Regions from separate parts of the Gossypium hirsutum genome. Here region 1 is linked to region 2. The links are chromatin contacts, called in public Hi-C maps. All regions are on one chromosome and are shown on one strand. The core of a region is the stretch at or near the end of the contact, and the rest is flanking DNA. Distances in the headings are between cores, read along the strand shown. Region 1 holds the start of LOC107898875 (FAD synthetase 2, chloroplastic). Region 2 holds the start of LOC107898872 (E3 ubiquitin-protein ligase RING1-like).

Region 1 (5,605 bases), core at 2,262-4,761, 180 kb before region 2:
TATTTTATGGCATAATTAAGAATTCAATTTTAATATAAATATTCAATATGACTAAATAATTCAATAATATAAATAATATAAAATGTGAAATTTAATTTAATAATATAAATAGTATATATAAATAAAATTATTACTATTTATATTTAGTGATTTTTTTGGATAAATTTGATTTTTTATTTGAGAGTAAAAGGTGAGAAGTAAAAGTTTAGGGGAAAAATAAAAAGTTTTGGAGAATAAAAGTTTGAGGGAAAGTAAATAGGGGAATAAAATTTTGGAGGGAAAATATTAAAAAAAAATTGGAAGGGGGAGGGTTTGGGGTAAATGAGAGGTGGGATGGGAAGAGAATAAAAATTTTAGGGGAAAAGTGGGAGGGAGTAAAAATTTTAGGAGAAAATAAAAAGTTTTGAGAGTTTTGGGAGTAAAATTTTGAGAAAAAGTAAATGGAAAGTAAAATTTTGGTGGAAAATGGATTTTAGGTAAATTAGGGGGTTGGGAGGGGAAGAGAGTAAAAGTTTTGGAGGAAAAGTGGGAAGCAGTAAAAGTTTTGAGAGAAATGTTAAAAAGTTCGGGAGTTTAGGGTAAAAATGTAAAATATTATAGTTTCATATTCGAATTATTCGAGTTATTCGAATTCGAAAACTCAACTCGATTCGAACTCGAAATTTGAACAAAAAATTCGAGTTGATTTGAATAACTCGATTAACTCGAATAACTCGATTTGTTTAACTCGAAATTCGAATTTTTTTCGATTTTTTCGAGTCGAATTGAATTTTGCTCACCCCTAATAATTTACCCTTATATTTATCGACTGCGTTTGGGCTATAAGGGGGTAAGGATAAGGGGTCCAAAAATTAAACCCAAAATTGATGTCAAATAAAGACTTGAATATAAGTACTTTGTCACTTCACTTGTGGTTCAATGATAGTAATAACAATGTCATTTACTCTTAAGAGCAAAAGATGACTTATAAGTAACAAACTCCATGCTGTTTTATCAGCAACACGAACAAATAACTGCATGCATAAGCATATTGAACAAGCATAAAGAGCAGACTTGTTCACAAGAACTAATCAACACAAATTCTAAATTAACTTTCAAATACTCCATTCTCGAGTAAACTATATACTTAAAGTGAATCAATGAAGCCTAAGAACTTGCGAAGCCGATTACCAACCTATAAATAAATAATGTTCTCAATAACAAATGAAAACAAGGCTAGTCCTAAAGACCAGAAGTAAACTACAGGATATATATGGTTTCCCAACTTTACCCGTAAAAGTTATACGTCATCCATGAACTTGCTTTTCGTTCCTTCAAACCATCAATTGACTGAAAGCATACTGAAAGATTCATTAGAAACAAAAACCAAGCAATAAATTTAAAGATTCACACGCACTCACCTATACTGTGAAGGTACCGATAGATGAGATCCTTCAAAGCCAATACAAATTCAGAAATAATTTCGAGTCAGCTAACTAATCAATATGATTGAATGAAAGCAGTTCCTGCGAGAGGAAAACATAATTCATTTCCACCATAACAAATTTGATATGAATCCTATATTCAATGATTTAACTGATAAAGAAATACAGATCCTCTCATATGGGGGATATACGTATATGGTAATTGCTCTTAAACATGGCTGAGAGTTCTCACCCATCAAGTACTTTCCTGAAATGAACTAAACGAAATTAACTCTTTAATTCACCAAATTCAATACCCAAGACCTGTGATTTTTGAGAATAGTCATTATCACAAAAATCTACCCGATCCATCTCTAGATGGATATGCGATGTGTCGATAGACACTCTACATGTTACTGCATTTTGTTCTCCAAATAAAAGAGAACAGTTCTCGTAAAAACCATCTTTTGGTGGTAGATTTAGCAAAGAAGATCTTGGTGCTGACATCCTTTGTGTACTGCTAGTACTAGTTAAGCTTTCCCAGTCTTTAATCGTCAATAATAAACGATGCGGGCGGCCTAGAAGCTCTGACACGTATTTCATGTCACCTTCAGCTAAAGCCTGCCGAACACGGGTAGATGATACTTGTCCCCTGTCTTTTAAATCTAAACGGTTCATATTTCTTGCATCTTGGTGCCTGTCCATGACAGAATTTATTATGTAAGCACCCATACCAAACTCATCACAGAGTCTCACCAATTCTGAGGCATCACCAGCAGCTTTATAGCCAAAGCGATAGTTTTCACCTGTGACAATTAGCCATCGAAACGACCTATTTCAAATTATCCGGATCAAGCTTTTACTCGATAATATCGAGATAAACAAAATCCTAAGAGTTGAAATAGCTTTTAGTATACCTGCCACAACTCCACAAACTCCGAGCTCCCTCGCTAACTTCTCTACAAACTGCCTCGGACTAAGATGCCTAACGCTCATAAACTGTACCTGGAATTCCTTGGGAGCCACATTACCACAATATGGAGCCCAAGAGGAAAGAACACGCTCACGATCACATTGTGCAACTACGGGTGGCCTGTCCAAAACCATACTAGGCTTCAGTGTAACGAAACGAAAATAGACAAAAAGCTTTACAGCATTACACAAACATTATATGCATGTATATGTGTATTTATATTAACTTTACCTAGGGTCCCAACCAAGAACTTCAGCCATTCCTACAAATGATAAAAGGTATGGGGTTCCAACCTTTGATGCTTGAATTGCAAGTTCTCTATGACCAATGTGAAGAGCATCAAATTTTCCCAATGCCACTGTCCCTCCTAATATCAACACATGACATAAGTATACTAACACAAAAATATGAGTTATGGTAAAATAGAAGTGGAGAAAAACATGAAAAGAAACCTGCCACTGAGGATAGTGCTTCAGAGGGCTTCTCATGCTCGTCTTCTCGTTGGCTTTACACAAAAATAAAATTTATTTAGATGCTTCGAAAAACAAAAAAACTAATACAACCAATTCAAATAAAAAAGGAACCCTACGTCAAATTTGAACACCCATTTAATTAAATTGATTGAAAAAAAAAGAGATTAAAGCAAACTGCTAAAATTATGTACACCAGAGAAGCTGAAATTACTTGTTAAAAAAGTAAAAGAAAAAAGGGAACCTGAAGGAGACGGGGGGAAAAGGAATGTCGCCGGCGGATTTGGATTGAAGACTAGAGGAAGAAACAAATCGAGGATGAAATCGAGGATTATGAGAATTATTATCAACAATCGCGGCGACGGTGGCGGCAGCGGAGGAGGGAGGTTTAACCGTGAAAGAAGAGAGGTGAAAGATTCCGGTGGAGCAAAATCGTGAACCCAAATTTTGATGAGAGATGCGAGAGCCGCCACAAGCCAACATTTTTTGTCGAACTTTTATTGTTATTATTGTTAAAATAAATAAATAAACAAAGTGTAGGATGTGTTTTGCTCCATAACTACATCGTACTGAAGAAGATGAAGTAACAGTAAGTAGCAACGGGTAGGGCTTTTGCGGCTTTGCGCTTTACACCGTTACTGATTTTATTTTAGGCTATTTTCTGATATTTGTCTTATTTAATTAATTTCAACGAAAAATATTTCTAAATTTTCATCAACATTTGAATCGAATTACACCAATCAATTAAATCCGAAACTTATGTTATTAACAAATTGAAAGAAGATTGAATCGATATAAAATCACTTGTCCAGAATTTAAATATTTAATTTAATTTTTATAATTTATAAATTTTATGATAAATTGAATTAATAGTTGAATCGATTATTGTAATAATTGATGCAAATGTTCGTAAGTGTATAATATCCTCCAATCGGTTAGTATAATTGTAAGACTAGAAAGTTTATACATATAATATAAATATATAGATTTTTTTGTATGATCTATGTATCCTCTATTTTATGATCTATAAATATTAATCTTTTCGACATTCATAATTATTCTTCCTATATTTCATATTCAGTTCTTTTAAGTTTGCTTGTGATGCTGCAATACGCCCTGTAATTTCAGCTACATTAGAATTTTTCACAGAACAAAGACGAAATTCCATTCACAAGTTCATCGTCTCTTGCACCGGATGTAACCACCAAGTTCGATCACAAGGAGAGAGATCAGGCAGCCAGATTCAAATGGATAAGAATCATGGAGATGAACTTGCGTTTTCCAGATTCTGAATCAAGTGCGAAACACAAGTCAAAGATTGATGTGATCAAACCGAGTGCAAAGAATTTTTTTTCACTTATTTTCTTGACATGGAAAGGGATTGCATGTATTGATTAGTTTCCTCTGAAACACGGAAAATCCACAACACTATGAGTCCGAGAAAACAAAATCTGATCGCAAAATAACTCATTATGAATATCAATCTTGCTGTTCAACCAACAAACTGAGCATCTGTCTACAAAGCAGGAGAGGTAGCTGGCTCCTCTTCAGTGAAAAACTGGATAGGTTTTGTTGGAGCAGGCAGGCGGCCAATGCTGTCAACTTTATCCTTCAATTTCGGAGGAGGCCTGGCTGGTTTTGGCAACAACCTACCCTTCTTTTCAAACCACTCGGGTTTGAGCAAAGCTCTCAACCCTAATTTGTTATAATGAACTCTCCTCACAGATCCACCCGCAGTTTCGACTGCTTCCTTTGCTCTAACAGTCACCCTTGACACCTGTAAATTTCAACAGTCAGATCGACTCCTTTTCCCGGTTCCAATCAATCAAGAAAAGGAAACACATGCATAATGAATCGACACACGGAATCTAAAGGTTCACTCAATTCAACATCACAGAACATATTTAACTAGCACCCGAAAAACACTAGTAAAAGATTAGAAGTCTATAAGTGTGATTGATCTATCCGAAAGTAAAACCTATAAAAGATAACGTGCAAGTAGAATTAATAAATACATTAGATGATGCGCGGTTCTTTTAATTATTCTAAACCAACATAAGTTAATTTGAAAAGGGCTAAGAAGAAGAAATGACAAGTCAGCAGTGTAACATGAACGATTTAAGTCAAATCTTTTACCTCGAGATGAATTGGCCATTTGATCTGTTCAGCACCACGACCCATCAACCTTACTCCATCCTCTATCTGTTTCCCGATGGCCCCAGCATCCTACGTAACAGCAATAATTAGTGCGAACATTACCCTTAAAAGGTGATTTAACTTTGAATATCAGAGCAAGAGTTAACTCTACCTTGAGTGTCTTCATCGTGATCAATTCATGAGAATCTATCTTCCCAGCATTTATAAGCTTGGCAATTTTTCTCAATCCTACTGGCTGCCGGAAAAACGAATGTACAAGTAATTTAACAAGTGAAGAGAAAAAGCTTGGCAATTAGTACGCAAATTTTCTCGTTGTCATGAACATCAACACAAGAATTAATTCTCAATGCCAAAAAAGTACAGAACGGAAATTCTAACTTATTTATTCCTTAAAAAGGTAGTGTTAAAGTAGCTAAACAAGATAGAAACCTCCATGGACTAAAAGAAATGTAAAATGAACATCATCCACGGCAAAGCTGACTACAAGCATTCAAGATAATCAATACATAAATTTCCATCTCACATGATACCATATTGGAGATATCAACTGGCAAAAGTATAATAGCACATTTCCCTTTAGAACTTCAATTATGTTGGGCCTC
Region 2 (5,708 bases), core at 3,016-5,515:
AGCCACAAAATCATGAACATGTGAAACAAACAGATCCCGTGTCCACTTGTTTTTTTGGAGGTATTAATGAAAAGGACCTCCTTTTCCTTCTTTTTTTTTCTCTTCTTCAAGATAATGAGATTCAATTAGGTACTATTATAATTATTATGGACCAATGAAGTGTTGGCACTTGCCACATCACCTGTTTACTTCAACCCTAGCCCTAAATCCTTTTACCTAACTACATGCCTTTATTTTTTCCATTTCATGTTTGCCCTTATAGATCTCCTATCATATTCATATTATATTTTCTATACATGCAACTATACTACAAAAGTGAAGGGAATATGAGCTACAAATACAAGGATCGAACCCTAACTAAAACCAACCAACTCGAATCCACCTAAGTTTGGTCACTAGACAAGTGAAATGATTGACATATTCATAAGGGTGAACTGTATTTACCCAGAATTCAATATAAACCGAAACCAAACCAAACACCATGGACAAACTATCCGGTACTATATCCTTGCCCAGAACTAGAAACAAACTATTTAGCTCTCAGCAACTGAGAGCGTGCAGGGTCAAGACTCGTTAGAATAGAGAAAGTGATAATAAACCTCACCTTCCTCGGGTAATTGAAAACATGGAAATGTGCTTTAAAATATTTACCTTTCTAGATTTACTTCTCTGATGGTGGTTCAGTTATGCCTTGCAACAGATGAAGAACTCTTCGGAGCTGTGACTAGTTTCATATAGCAATAGTTCGAAGATATAAGGGGGGAGAAAATTAAGCAGGGATCAAAGAATCTATACAACAATGTATGAAAGAGTAAATGCGGTTGTCGTTGACAAACAAAGCTGTAAAATTTTCAGATGTACATATGATACCCAATAGCAAAACACTAATCTCAATTCTCCATGTTTACACACAACTCTCATACCCAAATTCTGTGAGTAGATGTTTTAGCACCATGTCAAATGAAACAAATGTGGGCACTTTGTTGTTACATTTTGAGCTGCCAAAAATCAAATCTAAGTTAGAATGCCGTTATACAATTATGACGAGAAAATTGCATTCAAACAGACCATGTAAATGCAGGCAAGATAATAAACCTGCATTTTGAATATGAGTGAAAGTGTAACTGCACTATGCAAAAACATGTACCACCATAAGAAGTTAGCTCTGATATGAGTATCACAATACAGTTGATGATCAATATATGGCAATTTATATAACTACAAATATACAACTCCAATGGTTAAATAACAGAACTATATTTTTTTTCACACTTTTCCATCAAGCACAGTCCTAATTCATGAGCAACCAAAGTATGCACAATTATGGAGACCTTGATGATTAACAAAATGCCTTTTTGGCAGAATATAATTGATTTTATAAACCAAATTTGCTAAATACGCGACTCACTTTACTAGACACAAACGAAAACCAGAATAGCTGGAGACGGCAGCAAGATGGTATGATTGCAGAGATCAGTCTTTATAGAAAACCCCCTAAATAAAATTTTAACCTATTTTGGAGAGAAAGATATGCACCTTCTTCAAGTAGGCATAAATTGAACCTAAACCTTATCCCAGTTCCGCTGCACCCTAACATTTTAGCTAACAATTAATTCTCTTTTAGAAAGGTAAAGAGGGGATTAACAATAAGTTCAAACTCCTTACAAGGTTATTAAGCAAACATGGATTATCAGCATATCATCAACTCAACTGAGCATATTGAATTTAAGTTCCCAGATAATATAATACCACTATTTCAACAGCATCAAAATTTATTCAGATTGGTTGATTGAACCACAGTTGGAGTGGGGAAGAACTTGCGCTCAAGTCTTCAATTGACACCCATCCCGGGTTCAATCCGGGGACAGCCCTACCCCTTATTAAAAAAAATCAGATTGACATTTGACATTGGTCAGTATGAATGCAAGAGAAGGCACATGCAGCATTAAAAGAGAAGAATCAAAAGCTACTAGCCACTCTCAGTATTAAGATGTTCACTAGATTTCAGCAAGATTTCTCTCAAAAAAAAAAAAAGCAGTCTAAAGAAAATAGAAAAGGTTTAACGCCTCAGTGCTAAGACCACAAGTATCTTCAGAAAGCTTAACAATAAAATAACATGCAAGACAATCTATACACAAGTTTGAGAACTTGGCAGGAGTTAATTCCATGGGTTACAATGTCAGTGCCACAAGTTCATAAACAGCAAGTATATAATGAAATTATGATTCTATATTTTAATTCCTCACCTTGACACCCTCACAACTACTACTTTTCTCCACAACTTATGTTCTCCTTCACCTTATTACCTAAATAAAAAGACAACCCAACTGCCACTCTTTTGTGGAACAACACCTCAATCGGATGCCAATATTCCAGAATAAAACAGTAAAATTCCCTACATTATCATTGTACTTTTTAACTTCTCATATCAAAAGCTAAGCTACACTATGGGTTTTGAAAGCACAAGACAAGAAAGTTTTTGATACTTAATCAAGTTCAGACTTCTCCTTTCCCTCGAAAGGTTAAGATAGGATTAAACACGTATAACCTCAAAAATGTATTATTTATCTCCACCTTCATATTTATCAACTACACTCTTTATAGATAATTACCAAGTTGAATGAACAGTGAGCACACAAAATGAAGTGCTAACAAACTCAAATTGTAGTTCTTGCTCAGTGACTCTACTAGTGTCATTTTACAAATATTTTTATAAAGAAAGACGAAAGATGGTTTTGAAATTGTAAGGCATCATGGTGTCAATGAATTCAAGGAAATAATCTAAAACAGCCTTTCAGACATTACATTTGACAGTCAGTGACTTCCAAGAAAAGAATGCATCTATTCGTCTTTGACTAATTACTTCCTATAAAATTCACACAATTGCATGTTTCATTTGTTGATCAAATGCTGCAAGATCCTAAGGCAATAAAAGAACTTCATAACATGCATGAAAATTCGATAATTTGTCATGCTTAGCAGGCAGTCTCATTTTCTTCTCCAGATTCCTCATGACCTTGGAATACCCAAAACTCGGATGAAAAGCTTCACTATATTAGCTGGTAAATTCATTTGATCATCATTCAACACTAAATTTGATTCACAATAAATTGAACTAAAATCCCAACTTTCAGAAACACCAAAATTATCAAGATAGCACTAGAAAAAAGGGTATCATAATGCATACAATTGTTAAAACAGAATAAAGATACTTACAATTCTCAATCCAAATCTTCTTGCCTGGTCTCTGCATTATCACCTGGTGCAGGACCAGGTCCCCGAGCCTGAAACGGCCAAGGCAGCGATATCCTAAAACTCCTCTCGACAGTCCGATTATCCCCATCAGACCTCTGCCCACTATTATCACCGTCATTACCACCACTGGTCCCTTGTGCCCCGCGAACCCTCCTCTCATAATCAGGATCATCAGTAGGCAGCTCGTGACGACACACGGGGCACGAATTATGCAATTCCAGCCACGGCAATAAGCAATCCTTATGATAAAGATGCTTACAGGGCATCTGCTTGGCTTCAGTTCCTTCCTCGAAATCGTCCATGCAAACTGCACACTGGTTGAACTCCGAATTCAAGTTATTCTTCGTTATATTCACCGAAGGCAGCGCTTCAATGGCTGATTTAGATGCGGGTGGGGTCCCATACCGGTTAGGGTCGTTTTCGGCCAGCTGCTGGATCAATTGCTCAAGGCCCGGTCCGATGAAATAATCCCCGATGTTCGCCGGAAGCCGAAAGCCCTGGTCGGACGGATTGTTCTGGATCACGAACTCGATCTGCGCCCCGCTTGAACGCAGATCGTTGAGATGATTCTGGATGAAGGTAAACGGATCGAAAGCGAACGGGTCGCCTCGACCTGAGCGGGTCGGCCCAGATAGGCTAGGGTTATTAGGGTCAATAGAAGCAGAGGATGAGGTAGTTGTGGATGAAGAGGACGGAAAAAGGAGCGGAAGGAGGGAAGCGAACGGATCCGATAACGTCAAGAAAGGGTCATGGAACGGGATTGAGTTCGGATTCGGGTTTAGGAAACCGGAACCTTGATTAGGGTTTGGGTTGTCGTATTCTTCGAGGAAACCCTCGTTGCAAATGGGACAAGTCGGATCAGAAGAGGGAGGGGATATCGTTACGTTAACGGTACGGTTGCATTGGTAGCAAAAGAAAGGCTTATTGGTTACGCCGACGGTGTTAGCGCCGCCGCCGCCGGTGACGTTCCCGTCGGACGACATGTTTCACCTTTTAGGATTGTTTTGGACGGAAGAGCCAGAGAGGAAAATGAAATGTGTATTGAAGGGGGTCTTTTAGGGAGATCAATTTTCTCTTTTTAGAGGCTTCTAGAAGCTATACCAAGTTTAATTAATTACTTTTTAAATAATTAGAGGGTATTTGATGGTCACTATTCACTACCACAATCTAAATTCTTAGCCAACAAATTTTAAATTGTGCCCACCCCCAAGTTATTTTAATTCAATTTTACCTTAATTCACATTATTACTTATAGTAACATAAAAATATATAAATTTATAAATATCTATTATCTTTTAATTTAAAGCTCATGAACAGATTATAATTTATTCAAATATTGTCTCAAAGAATCAAGACTCGACGTTTAACCAATTGGTTAAAGTTGTAAGCTCCATAATCATTGCCTGAGATGGAATCTAGAAATTACTTGTTAGTGGTGTGTGTGCTAGAAATATTTTACTCTGATCAACGATATAAAAATTGCACCAAGAAAATATGAAAATATAATTATTATATAGATAACTTAAATCTAATAGGTTAAAAATCGCTTGCTAGTGGTGCAAGTAGTGGAAGTGATTTACTCCTACGCCTGAGTTGTAAAAAAACAACCACATAAGCGTAACTATTCCCAAAGAACAAATGTAATCAATTAATCTTCTAAAGGTAGTTAATAACTAGAGAAACTAGCTTAAGGTCATGCCCATGCCAGGCTCAACCACCTAAAATCGTTAGGTGGGTCGACAATGTTAGGTCTTGCTTGCTAGACTAATGAAACCACCCATTTAACCATTGCAAATACATGCTCCAAAAAAAACAAATAAGTTGACCTTAAAAACGACAAAGAAATTAAGCATGAACACCGCATAGGGGAAGTTACAAGAACCTTAACCGAAGACAACCTTTAAGCAATATAAGTAGCTATCGTTGTTGAACTTTAAATCTTGGATCGACTGACCACTAACTCTAATCAGCATCAACCCATCAAACAAACAGGCTACATGATTATTGCTTCATTCAAGGTCTTGCTCCTACCCCTGAATGAATCAATCAAATTTCAGCATAAATCTTTCCTTTGAGGAAGTCCCACCTTCCTCAATCCCCTCGGTCCTTCTTTCTTATTCTTGTAGTGGTGCCTCGATTAGCTTCATTCCGTCACCTCCTCTCAAACAACTTAACTAATATTTCATAAGTTCAATTTCCTTCGGCATAGCCCATCAAATGTTTTCCTTCTCTACCTTTTCTAGAATCTCTTTGTAGCAATATCTTGACTCATTTCCTCCTACCCAACTCTAAGATCTCCACTAGACCCGATTAAAGATCGGGTCACTTACCGAAGTCCAAACCGCTCGAATGGTGAAATGGTTGGCCAGAAATGTAGATTTAAAAAATTGACTTAGACAAAAAATAATGCATATTTTTTAAACGAGTCGAGTTTCAGGTAATTTTTTTTTGTT

Evidence for each region. A called contact is a pair of places that touch in the nucleus more often than the background predicts.
Region 1: a contact with region 2 is called in a Hi-C map of leaf, with 2.0 times the contacts expected there. The contact joins the promoter of LOC107898875 here to the promoter of LOC107898872 in region 2. A contact is called at or near these places in 12 of 34 Hi-C or Micro-C datasets (callus, fibers, hypocotyl and 2 more).

What each region holds. Positions count from the first base shown.
Region 1 is chrD04:53,024,222-53,029,826 of Gossypium_hirsutum_v2.1, reverse strand. It overlaps LOC107898875 (FAD synthetase 2, chloroplastic), which reads right to left and starts at 3,511. Exons shown (of 7, transcript XR_001684513.2): 1 at 3,091-3,511; 2 at 2,829-2,881; 3 at 2,608-2,743; 4 at 2,321-2,496; 5 at 1,401-2,209; 6 at 1,271-1,340; 7 at 889-1,174. LOC107898874 (50S ribosomal protein L15) reads right to left here. Exons shown (of 4, transcript XM_016824439.2): 2 at 5,155-5,238; 3 at 4,983-5,072; 4 at 4,184-4,623. The coding sequence ends at 4,363.
Region 2 is chrD04:52,845,581-52,851,288 of Gossypium_hirsutum_v2.1, reverse strand. LOC107898872 (E3 ubiquitin-protein ligase RING1-like) reads right to left here and starts at 4,265. Exons shown (of 2, transcript NM_001425982.1): 1 at 3,217-4,265; 2 at 738-998. The coding sequence starts at 4,238. The coding sequence ends at 3,222.